2 separate regions of the Danio rerio genome follow, and region 2 is linked to region 1. A link is a contact called in public HiCAR-type data. All regions are on one chromosome and are shown on one strand. The core of a region is the stretch at or near the end of the contact, and the rest is flanking DNA. Distances in the headings are between cores, read along the strand shown.

The links. HiCAR-type assays count read pairs that join an accessible place to other places.
Region 2: a HiCAR-type map of caudal fin shows a contact between it and region 1, with 3 times the contacts expected there. The contact joins the promoter of rnf41l here to the promoter of ptpn3 in region 1. A contact is called at or near these places in 2 of 4 datasets of contacts at active chromatin or transcription factors (caudal fin and embryo).

The regions. Positions count from the first base shown.
Region 1 is chr16:29,668,812-29,674,010 of GRCz12tu, reverse strand. It overlaps ptpn3 (protein tyrosine phosphatase non-receptor type 3), which reads right to left and starts at 3,711. Exons shown (of 26, transcript XM_682838.11): 1 at 3,613-3,711.
Region 2 is chr16:29,851,577-29,856,347 of GRCz12tu, reverse strand. rnf41l (ring finger protein 41, like) reads left to right here and starts at 1,313. Exons shown (of 8, transcript XM_068214144.1): 1 at 1,313-1,448; 2 at 3,552-3,644. It overlaps rad54b (RAD54 homolog B), which reads right to left and starts at 1,210. Exons shown (of 15, transcript XR_012392112.1): 1 at 1,139-1,210.

The DNA of each region.
Region 1 (5,199 bases), core at 2,462-4,961:
ATTCAGAGGCCCCTGGGCACAATGTCTTGTACAGTAGGACCCCTACCTAACCGCACCCCTATGGTTGAATTAATAAATAAGATTAATATTATATATTTTTATAAAATTAATCTTTTAATTTTAATCTGTATTGCCCGCAATTTTTAAATAAATGGTATACGGTACATATATGTCTAGTCTACAAAGATTTAACTTATTTTTAAAGCAATTAAGGCATACTTTGGAAAAAAAAAACTAATACAACTAGAGAAAATTAATGGATTTTAATTTACTTGTTCAAGTTAAATGAAGCAGTACTTAAATTGTATAGTTAAGGGTATTTTTAATGTATAACTCCTACAAACTTATGATGCTTATGATTTGGATATAACACCTCTCCAATCCAGTTCAATGAATCTGAGTCTTCCATAATACACACACTTATTACGGATTCCTACTTTCCTTCCTCGAGAGGAAGAGTAGGCAATATCTGATATGTAGTGAGGAAAAAAGAAAAACGTGTTCATCAGACGCTGGATTCGAAACTGCGTTCATGATCAATCGCATCAAAACATGTTGCCATGCACTTTATGAGCTTCGAGACTCACGCTGCTGTCTACTGCACTCTTTAGTCATGTTGTCTCTGTCAATCAAACGGTGATGGCCGTTAATCACTTAACTAGCTTATTCCAACAAGATGCACTATTTGCAATTAGCCTAAATACACTCCAAAATCTGCATTTTTCTCTCCCTCGCAGGGGCCCCAAGTGCGCATGGGACTCTGGGCCTGCGCCCATAATGCCCATTTTAATCAGGCCTGAGTCACGTGAAGGAGCTCCAGATATAAAGTTTTGCTTTGCGTTTACCTTATAATTAAAGTTGTAGCACGTCCACCGATTCCCGCCTCAAAATGAGAGAGTTTGACCCACTTGTTCATTAAGATTCGTTCAGAAAAACAAAAGACCAGCGAAGAAACTCAACAGAGAGGAACATAAAAACCTCACTGCCAGCTAGGATTTCGGAACTGTTATTGCAGAGCAACACAAACAGCATGCAGAAGTATAAATGCATGTCAACGCACAAGGCATGTGCTGTGGGTCATGCCGATCACTCGACGCAGAAGTATAAACCCGGCTTTACAGTATAGTGTTACTATACTGGGGCATTAGGATCCCTACAGACTACAGGGTAAGCACCCCCAGCTGACCTCTATAACACCTCTTCCAGCAGCAACCAATACTGTATTGCCCCTCGTACCATCATTCACTATATCCTACATTAGTCCACTAATATAGTTCACTTGAAGTAGTGAATGAAACTAGTAAGTGAATTCAAGCACCAAAAGGGATGCCATTTTGTTTGTGCTTTGCTGTTTGACCAGGTGCAGCCCTGCTTGGCTTCAGTGGGCTACCATGTGAGAGCTGAGAAAGCTAGCAGCTGGCAGCTATCTATACTCGAATCAGTGGGTAGAGCCTAGACAGGCAGTGATGTAAAAGCAGGCATTGATGACCTTTTGAGAAGGCGGAGTTTAGACACACTATTACATTATGTCATGTTGGCTGTGAGTGGCTTCTGCATAAGCTGTATTATACGAAGAAACTTGATTAAAGTGATACACTGTAGTTATAGTATAGTCTTTAATAATTTCAATAATACTTGTATATTCGGGAATGGATGTACTATGAACATTATATCGTAGCTAATACAACCTGTATATAATGTTTATAGTACAGTACATCCATCTGTAAATATTACCCATAGTTTTTAATATTTGTTATTATAACTTATACCTATACCCTACACTTGCTGCTCGTGCACTCCTGGTTAGACCTAAACTGCATTAATAATTCCGTTAAAAGTGTGATGAACTGAGAAATAAATTCACTTGATCTTTTGACATGTAAGAGGTCACTGCACTATGAACAAATATACTGTAAGTTATAGAATGCAAAGTATTTTTATGTGTCTAAATGAATTCTGTGTCCGCACATTAGTCTGTGCTGTCACTGTTTTGTAGTGTCATTTTTTAAATAAATATGCATAAATCAAGTTTTTCACACAAAAACTGTTTTCTGTCTAAGATATAGTCTACAGTTTTTGTAAATATGTACAGTAATAATAATATAGGACAAGTGTGTCAAATGTTTGCACTATTGCCAATTATAAGGCTGCACTGTGATAATTAAAAAAATACATAATGCCTCATATACTAGAGACAGACTAAATGATATCTGCTCTAATTAAATTGCGCTACCTCATCCCTAGTGTGTATTGTATAGTGTACAGTTGTAATTTTGGTGTACATGCATTTATGACACCTTCTTATGGGGTAGTTCACCCAAAAACTAAATATTACTGATTACTTGGTGACCCTCAATTGGTTATAAAGCTTTGTTAGTTACTTTATGTTGTTAAACACAAAGATATGCTGGAAAAAAAGCTGAAGAGCTGTAAAAAGTAGTAAAAACAAATAGATGTCAATAGTTACATTTTTTCAGCTTTCTTCAAAATATCTTCTTTTCTGTTTAACAGAAGAAGTCGAACAGGTTTTGAACAAGCATGAGGATGAGTAAATAACAGAATTTTCACTTTTGGGTGATCTATCTCTGCAAACACTGTGTAAATGCCACCTCAGATACACTTCTGTGCCACCTTTAAAGTGCAAATTTGACATTAGACAAGTAAACATGAACGTGAACTGGTGATGTGACAATACTTTATAATTTGGGAGAGACAAAAGACACATGACATAAATCAGAATTTGAGACAGAAATCCATCATATGGACACACTAAGTTATTTGACATAAGATTTTTAACAGCCTGTAGTTACTTCAGATTAAGCTACATTAAATACCTCTTGTTCTTTCAGACTTAACCTCACAGATCCAGTTTGTGGACGCTCTCTGTGACTGTTTGCAAATGCAGAAGTCTCACTGATCTGTCTTTGTATACAATGTTTCCCTTTTTGACCATATAAAACGCATAGTTGCAGTCTGAAGTGGGTGTTTTACTTTCGCTCACGGTTAGAGCAGCTCTGACGTTTACACTGGAGGTTAATATTTACCAGCAGCTCGGTTGCAAAAGCACTACTTTACACGCTCGACTTCACTTTTAAGCGACGCGATATTTACGGCTTAGGACATGTAATTACTTGAACCATCCTAAAAAACAAAGAGCCTTTGACTCAAACTACTGTAATATTATGAGTTTGAAACAAAAAAGTAACACAGGACGGTTTAACAGGAGAAAACAGTTTAAAGTTTCTGTATGAGGGCTTTTCTGGGTGTGACGTCTTGCATTTCTGACTCAAGTTCACGCTGGTCTGCTCAGGCTTTAGGTTCGGGCTCTGTCACAAATCTGAACCGAAGTGTCACCAAACCGAGCGGGGTGAACGACAGGACAGTTCTTCTGCTCCAGCGTTTATGACCTCAACATATTTCGAGATCATATTTCGCATGGAAAGAAACAAATCCAGGAGCTTTATCGCGATATTTCCCATAAACAGTCTAGGAGTGAACCGATTTGTTGTTCTTAAAGCCAAATATACGTCGTTTGACAATGTTCTTCTTTAGCCCACAAAGTTGGAGTTCATGCAGGGACATTCATACATCAGAAAAGCGTCAGAAAGTTACCTGCTCGAGCTGTTCCCAATATTTCTGCAGTGTTAGAAGTTCTTACAATCCCCGAGATGAGAGAAAAGTTTCCATGTTAAGGCGATCATGGTCGCAGGTGTCGGTAAACTTCCGGAATATGTTATTTTTCTCTCTCTTGGTTCCTTCGGGAGGGCAATAACGGCGTCACTGCGCTGACCACGAGTGCAGGATCTATTGTGATCATGTAGCAATAGTTTTGTTTTTATGCTCCCCTTCCCACTGCTGGGGTGGTTGCAACACACATTTTACAGATTTCATGATGTGAATGTGATTGTCAGACCTAGCCTGATTTCAAGGCGTGATTCATGTTAAGCCAGAACTCTCAGGAATTTCACGAGCTCGCGCAATTTCAGGTGCGCGTCCCCGCCGGTTTAGGGCGCTGCCTCTTTGAGTCAGTAAGCACACCTGGGTGTAGAGCTTGCTCTAAAATTCTTCTGGTTTTCATTCTGGTTTCCCAGCTTAGTCTTAGTTTTTAACACTTACTATCAATACTATCTGATCAGAGTAAGAGACCAAAATGCGACCATTAACAATGATAATAAAATAAATCCTTAACCACCATATTCTTATTTTTCTTTCGTAAAAACATTAGAATATGGCATATTCCTTATAAATGTGACATCTATGCTCTTAAGACAAAACATAAGAATTAAAATCTGTTTCGGAACTTCTTTTAACTTGCCTTAAAACATCAAATGTAATCATTTTGTGGGTTAGCCAATTTTTTAAATATTCAGCATAACTGACCACTAGCTTGTGTTTTAGTAATCATACTAACTACTTTATCAGTGCCTTGCTGGGTTGCCTTTGTTTACACTCAGTCATGCACTCACTCCTTTTCTTATTTCCTTCTTAATAACAGGTCATCACAGCGAAACGAAATGTCAGTTACTCTTTGTTTGCCAGTGGATGCCTTTCCAGCCGCAACTCAAAATTGAGACATGTTTGTGGTAAATTCACAGCTTCAAATTTATGATGTGAATCTACCATTACAGCAAAGATGTTCTAGATCTGGTGATTATTTAAGCAATTTGAGTATAGTGAATACTATATAGTGTTGTGTTCAAGAAATTATTTTAAGAAACCAGCTTAAGATGATTTAAGATTGATAAAAACATGGGGATAATCAGCAACAATAGGCTGTGGTATTCAGCTAAGGGGTCAAAGTAAGTCAAGAAAATATGCTGAATTACATCATTATTGTCTTAGCTGAAAGGAGTGGTACCTGTTGTGGTCGTCTGTTGCTGTAGCTTACCTGGTTCAAGGTTGTATGTTCTTCTGTGGACTCATAAATGGTTATAGACTTTCTATCACCTCAAATCATCTGATCTTTACCATCAACAAGACATTAGGGGAGCGTGGGGCACAAAGTAACGTGGGGTTAAATGTAACATTGAGTTTTAAGGTATTTGCTCAAGGTTAACTATGGCATGCTTCCGAGGTTTTCTCCACAGTGTCAGCAGATGTCTTCCTGCCAATTATTGTAAATATTTTGTCGAAATTTGGATGAGAAACACAGGAGAAGCCATTTTTGCAGCATAAAAGTATTTTTTATTACACTTTATT
Region 2 (4,771 bases), core at 64-2,563, 180 kb before region 1:
CCCATAACTCTGTGGTTAGTTGTTTTGGAAAATATAAACAGATGGTGCAATATAATGTTATCATAGATTTTCTCTGTGTATTTATGTTTGAATTTTTTACTCAAAATGTCAAACCCATAACGCTGGAATTGCTCATTAATTGTCAGCATTTTTAATAGTTTATTGTTTTATTTTTGAGTATTTTGTTGTATTATGCACTGTCTGTAGTCTGGAGCCAGCACCTAAGCTATTCAATTTAGGTAAAGCTGGTTAAATATCGGCACATTCGTACAGTGACAACTTGTGACATGCTGCCTACATTGTTTAACATGGTACTTTGAAAATTCAATCGAAAGTCACATGTAAGTATTACTTGAAAACAACATTAGCCCTATTTATTTGACTGTGAACAGTGTTGTACTTTGACAGTCGTTGACTGATAATAGGATTAGATTTCCATATTTAGCATTGGCAAAGAATACTTTCTTGGAATGACACTATTTTGGAGAAACTTTACCTTAATAGATTTTCATTCATCATAGAACACGTGCTGCTGCTGCTAATGTGACAGTTAAAGTGCTTTGATTTGAGGTATGTACACAGAAATTGAAAAAAAGAACTTTTGTTGACATTTTTATAATTACATTTTAGTATGACTTTTTAGGATTTTTTTCTTTATGAATGCAATATTTACTACCTAATCAATAATATTATACATGATGTTAAATATTATTATTAAAGTGTAATAAGCAGCCCTGATGAACTGCAAATTCTTTCGTATCAGAGGGTTTATGATTCACTAAAAAGATCCAGTTCATAAGAGTCATTTCATTTGTTCATGAATCGGACAACGCGGGGTAGCTCATCTATATATATCATTAAACTGAACCAGCTCATAAATAATGTTAAGAAGGTCATACTCATTAGAGATGACAAGAATGTGATAAACAAAGAAATAGTTTCCTTTTGGGCGAACCATCCCTTTGCGAACAGGACATTTTTAGCAAGCAGGCAAGCATCTGTTGCTGTCGTTAGCAAAACACGGGTAAACAATGTAAAGTTGAGCCGCGCTGACCGACTCCTTACACCTCTCAAAACATGTCAAATGCATTTGAATTTAATCTACTAATTGTACATAAGCAATACGTAAACCGCTTACCTTGTTATCGAGTTTCCTCTCGTATGTCAATCACTTTGCCTATTTACAAAAACTCCCTCAAAAACGAGTCTCCCGCGGACGTGACGTACCTTTGCTGTGATTGGACAAAACTCGACGTCACGTAAAGTAGGTGGAGTTGAGGAGCTTATGAAGAGCAAAAATCAACAGTACAGAGAGAGTACTGTTAAAGAAACCTGACAGGAAATGTAGCCTGCAAATAATATATATCTAATCCAGCAAAGGTAAATGAAGCAAAATAGAAGAGACGTCTGAAAAGTTTGATTTCTGTCAACCATCACTGATCAAACAGGCAAGTAGAAGCTACTACACATTATTAACTAGACTTGTTTGGTTATTTACATTATAACAAACAAGTTTTGTGCACAGTTATTAGCTTTGACATCAAATCAATTACTGGTTTGTGTGTGTTTTATTATATTCATCATTGCAGTCTTTCATTAATACATTGTTAGTATACTTTATATTCGAATTATTGCAAAAAATATTGCTTATTAACAAACATATTTTACTAGAAAGTAAACAAATGGTGAATTTTTGTACATATTACACAGTAAAGAAAAATCTGTATATGTAAAAAAGAGTACTGGAAAGGCACTGAATGAAATAAATTATGATCAATGTATCAATGTTTATTTTTGGTTGTAATTTAACTAATAAATATATATAATCATGAATTACTGGCACAGTACTGGAGAAATCTTGAATAACATTACCCTTTAATCTTTAGAAACGTTTAATAACACATACATGGTGCTTGAGTGTGATTTTATTGAATTCTTAAGTGTTTTACTCAGTAACTGTGTTTGGGATGCACACAGATGCATGTTTGCATGTGTTGTGTCAATATTTTATACAGTGCTGCATGTCTGAAAGTGAAGCTGTAATGTTGGCGTGTAGAAAATAATCCAATCAGAGTGTGGGAAAGCATAATCCTGTCTAATCCAACCGCAGCCATGAAGAACAGAGATCATTCAGGCAGTGAGAGTGACCAGACACTGACAAACATCCTCTCCTTCATAAAGATCCTGCTGTATATCCTCAAATGCGGATCTGTTAGCAGTGAGGGTTTAACCAGAGCAGCATATCATAGAAAAACAGAAGTGTTTAATGGTCAAGCCACAAACGGACACCTAAGATGATCAGTTGTTTTTCTGTCACGTGGCCAGGCAGGTGCAGGAACACTTGCGCAGATCACCTGTTACTGAGGGGTTATTATTAAGGACCGTCTGCTGGATGTCAGTGAGGGAGGGACCAACAGGCTCCTGATATATGGGTTTTACTGGTAAACACTCCATTTTCAACATTAAATGTGTTGTATATTTGTAATCATTGTTCATTTATAATTTACATTCTTTAATTACTTTTTAATGTAACAGAATTATTCATGTTAAATTGTAGTTGTCAAATGAGAAAACATTTGAATGTGTAACATAACAAGTAATCTTACAATTCTGTATGTTTAAGATACTTAACAAAATAAAATGTAAAATTTATATACAAACCTGTTTCTGTTTGCAGTTTTTTTTATCTATTCTTACATTATTTTAACTTTGTCAGTGTGAAAATAAAAAAACATTTGTTTTGATTGGATTTTTAAAAAATCATTTTTAATTTTATTTCCTAAATCATGTTTAGTGTAACAAATATTCTTGTCAAGTTGTAGTAGTTTAACACAATTATTAAAAAAATGAAGTTTGTTGCAAAGAAATTACATATTAAGCTGCAAAGAAACAAAAAAATTATATTTATTATAAGTTGAAGACCTTAGTTATATTAAAATAATTTAAAATAAAAATGAAATGTTATTAATAAAATAATAAGATAAATAAAAAAAGATAACAGTAAAAATATATTATTTGTTTATTTCTGTTCTAAAGTTTTAGAAATTTATCAAACTTATTTTTTCCTATATTTTAACTGCAAAGTTAAAAAATATGTCTAGTTATTTAGTAATATTATTAAAATAAAATTTAACAGTTTATTAGTTTTGAAATATATAAATATACAATTATATAAAATAATTAAAGCACATATATAATTTGCTAAACTAAAAATGTCATCGTTAAAAACATATTCAATGTGTTTTTTAATGTGTATACAGTCTTGCTGTGCCTTTGGCTTGTATTTGTATGAGGGTTGCCAGGTGCTTCAGTCTCACCTGATCTCAGCATGTAAAAGGAGTTTCCCTAAGGGTTTCCCTGAGGGATTTCACCAGGTGTGTGTGGAGTTCTTGCAAATTTGTTGTTCATTAGGTGGTCTGAGGACAGGTGAGAGTTTCATAGCAAAGGAGCATTAAAATAGCATTTTGCACAACTGCACACACGTTGAAGGGTGTTTTTATAATGTTTAGTACAAATGAAGCTGGCGATCTGACCTCCCACTCATGTTTCAGGCCAACAGCTGCCACCTGCCTGTTTCTACAGCAACAAACCAGACCACCTTCAGCAACCACACCTGAAAGAAACTCTGAACACACCACACACAGGTAATCGCAATTTCACTAATATATGTATTTGTACCAATTAAAATATGTTTTTGAATGTTTTTTTAGTTATGCTGCTTTGCTAAGTTTACAATAAAAGTCTGTTGGCCTGCAGTAGCCTTAAATAGAACATTTGATATGATTTCTTCATGTAAAAGAAATACTATTGCTCATTGGTAAACCCATTTAACACTTACATATCAATTATACTAAACGTATCTAACCAAAATGTATATATTCATTTTGCTGTGAAGAAATTTTTTGCCTGAGTTTGTGTTTTGAAATATTCAAATAAGAAATTTATTTGTACTAAAAACAATAATGTGCGGCCGAAGCAGTGGTGCAGTAGGTAGTGCTGTCGCCTCACAAAAAGAAGGTTGCTAAGTCGCTGGTTCGAGCCTCGGCTCAGTTGTGTGTGGAGTTTGCATGTTCTCCCTGCATTCGCGTGGGTTTCCTCCGGGTGCTCCGGTTTCCCCCACAGTCCAAAGACATGTGGTACAGGTAAATTGGGTAGGCTAAATTGTCCATAGTGTATGAGTGTGTGTGTGTGATGAGATGGGTTGCTGCTGGAAGGGCATCCGCTGAGTAAAAACTTGCTGGATAAGTTGGCGGTTCATTCCGCTGTGGCCACCCCAGATTAATAAAGGGACTAAGCCGACAAGAATATGAATGAATGAAAAATATTGTGGAAAGTATGAAATCTTTGTATTTTTGCCATTAGTTGTTGTTTTTTTTTTGAGGGAAAAGCATAGTTTTTCAGACAGCGTGTTATTAGCATCTAGGTATTTTGACGCTTATACATTTAGATATTTGATACAGATATTTGTTAAATATCTGCAAAATAAAAAAAAAAAATAAAAAAAAAATAAAATAAAAAAATATATATATTTTATGCTAAATTTAGTATTTAATTATTATACTTTTTGATGTATAAATGCTGCATGATTTTAGTGTGTGTTATCTTTAGGGGTCATGTTGTGTTTTCTGAACAGAATACACAGTTTATATAGTGCAAAACATTGAAACCCATTGAATGTACTCAAAGAATGAACTGCTGCTTGTTCAAACTACATTTTTAAAAATGAGCTGAATCAACAATTCTTTTTTAAGGTTTTTTAGACAACTTCGTT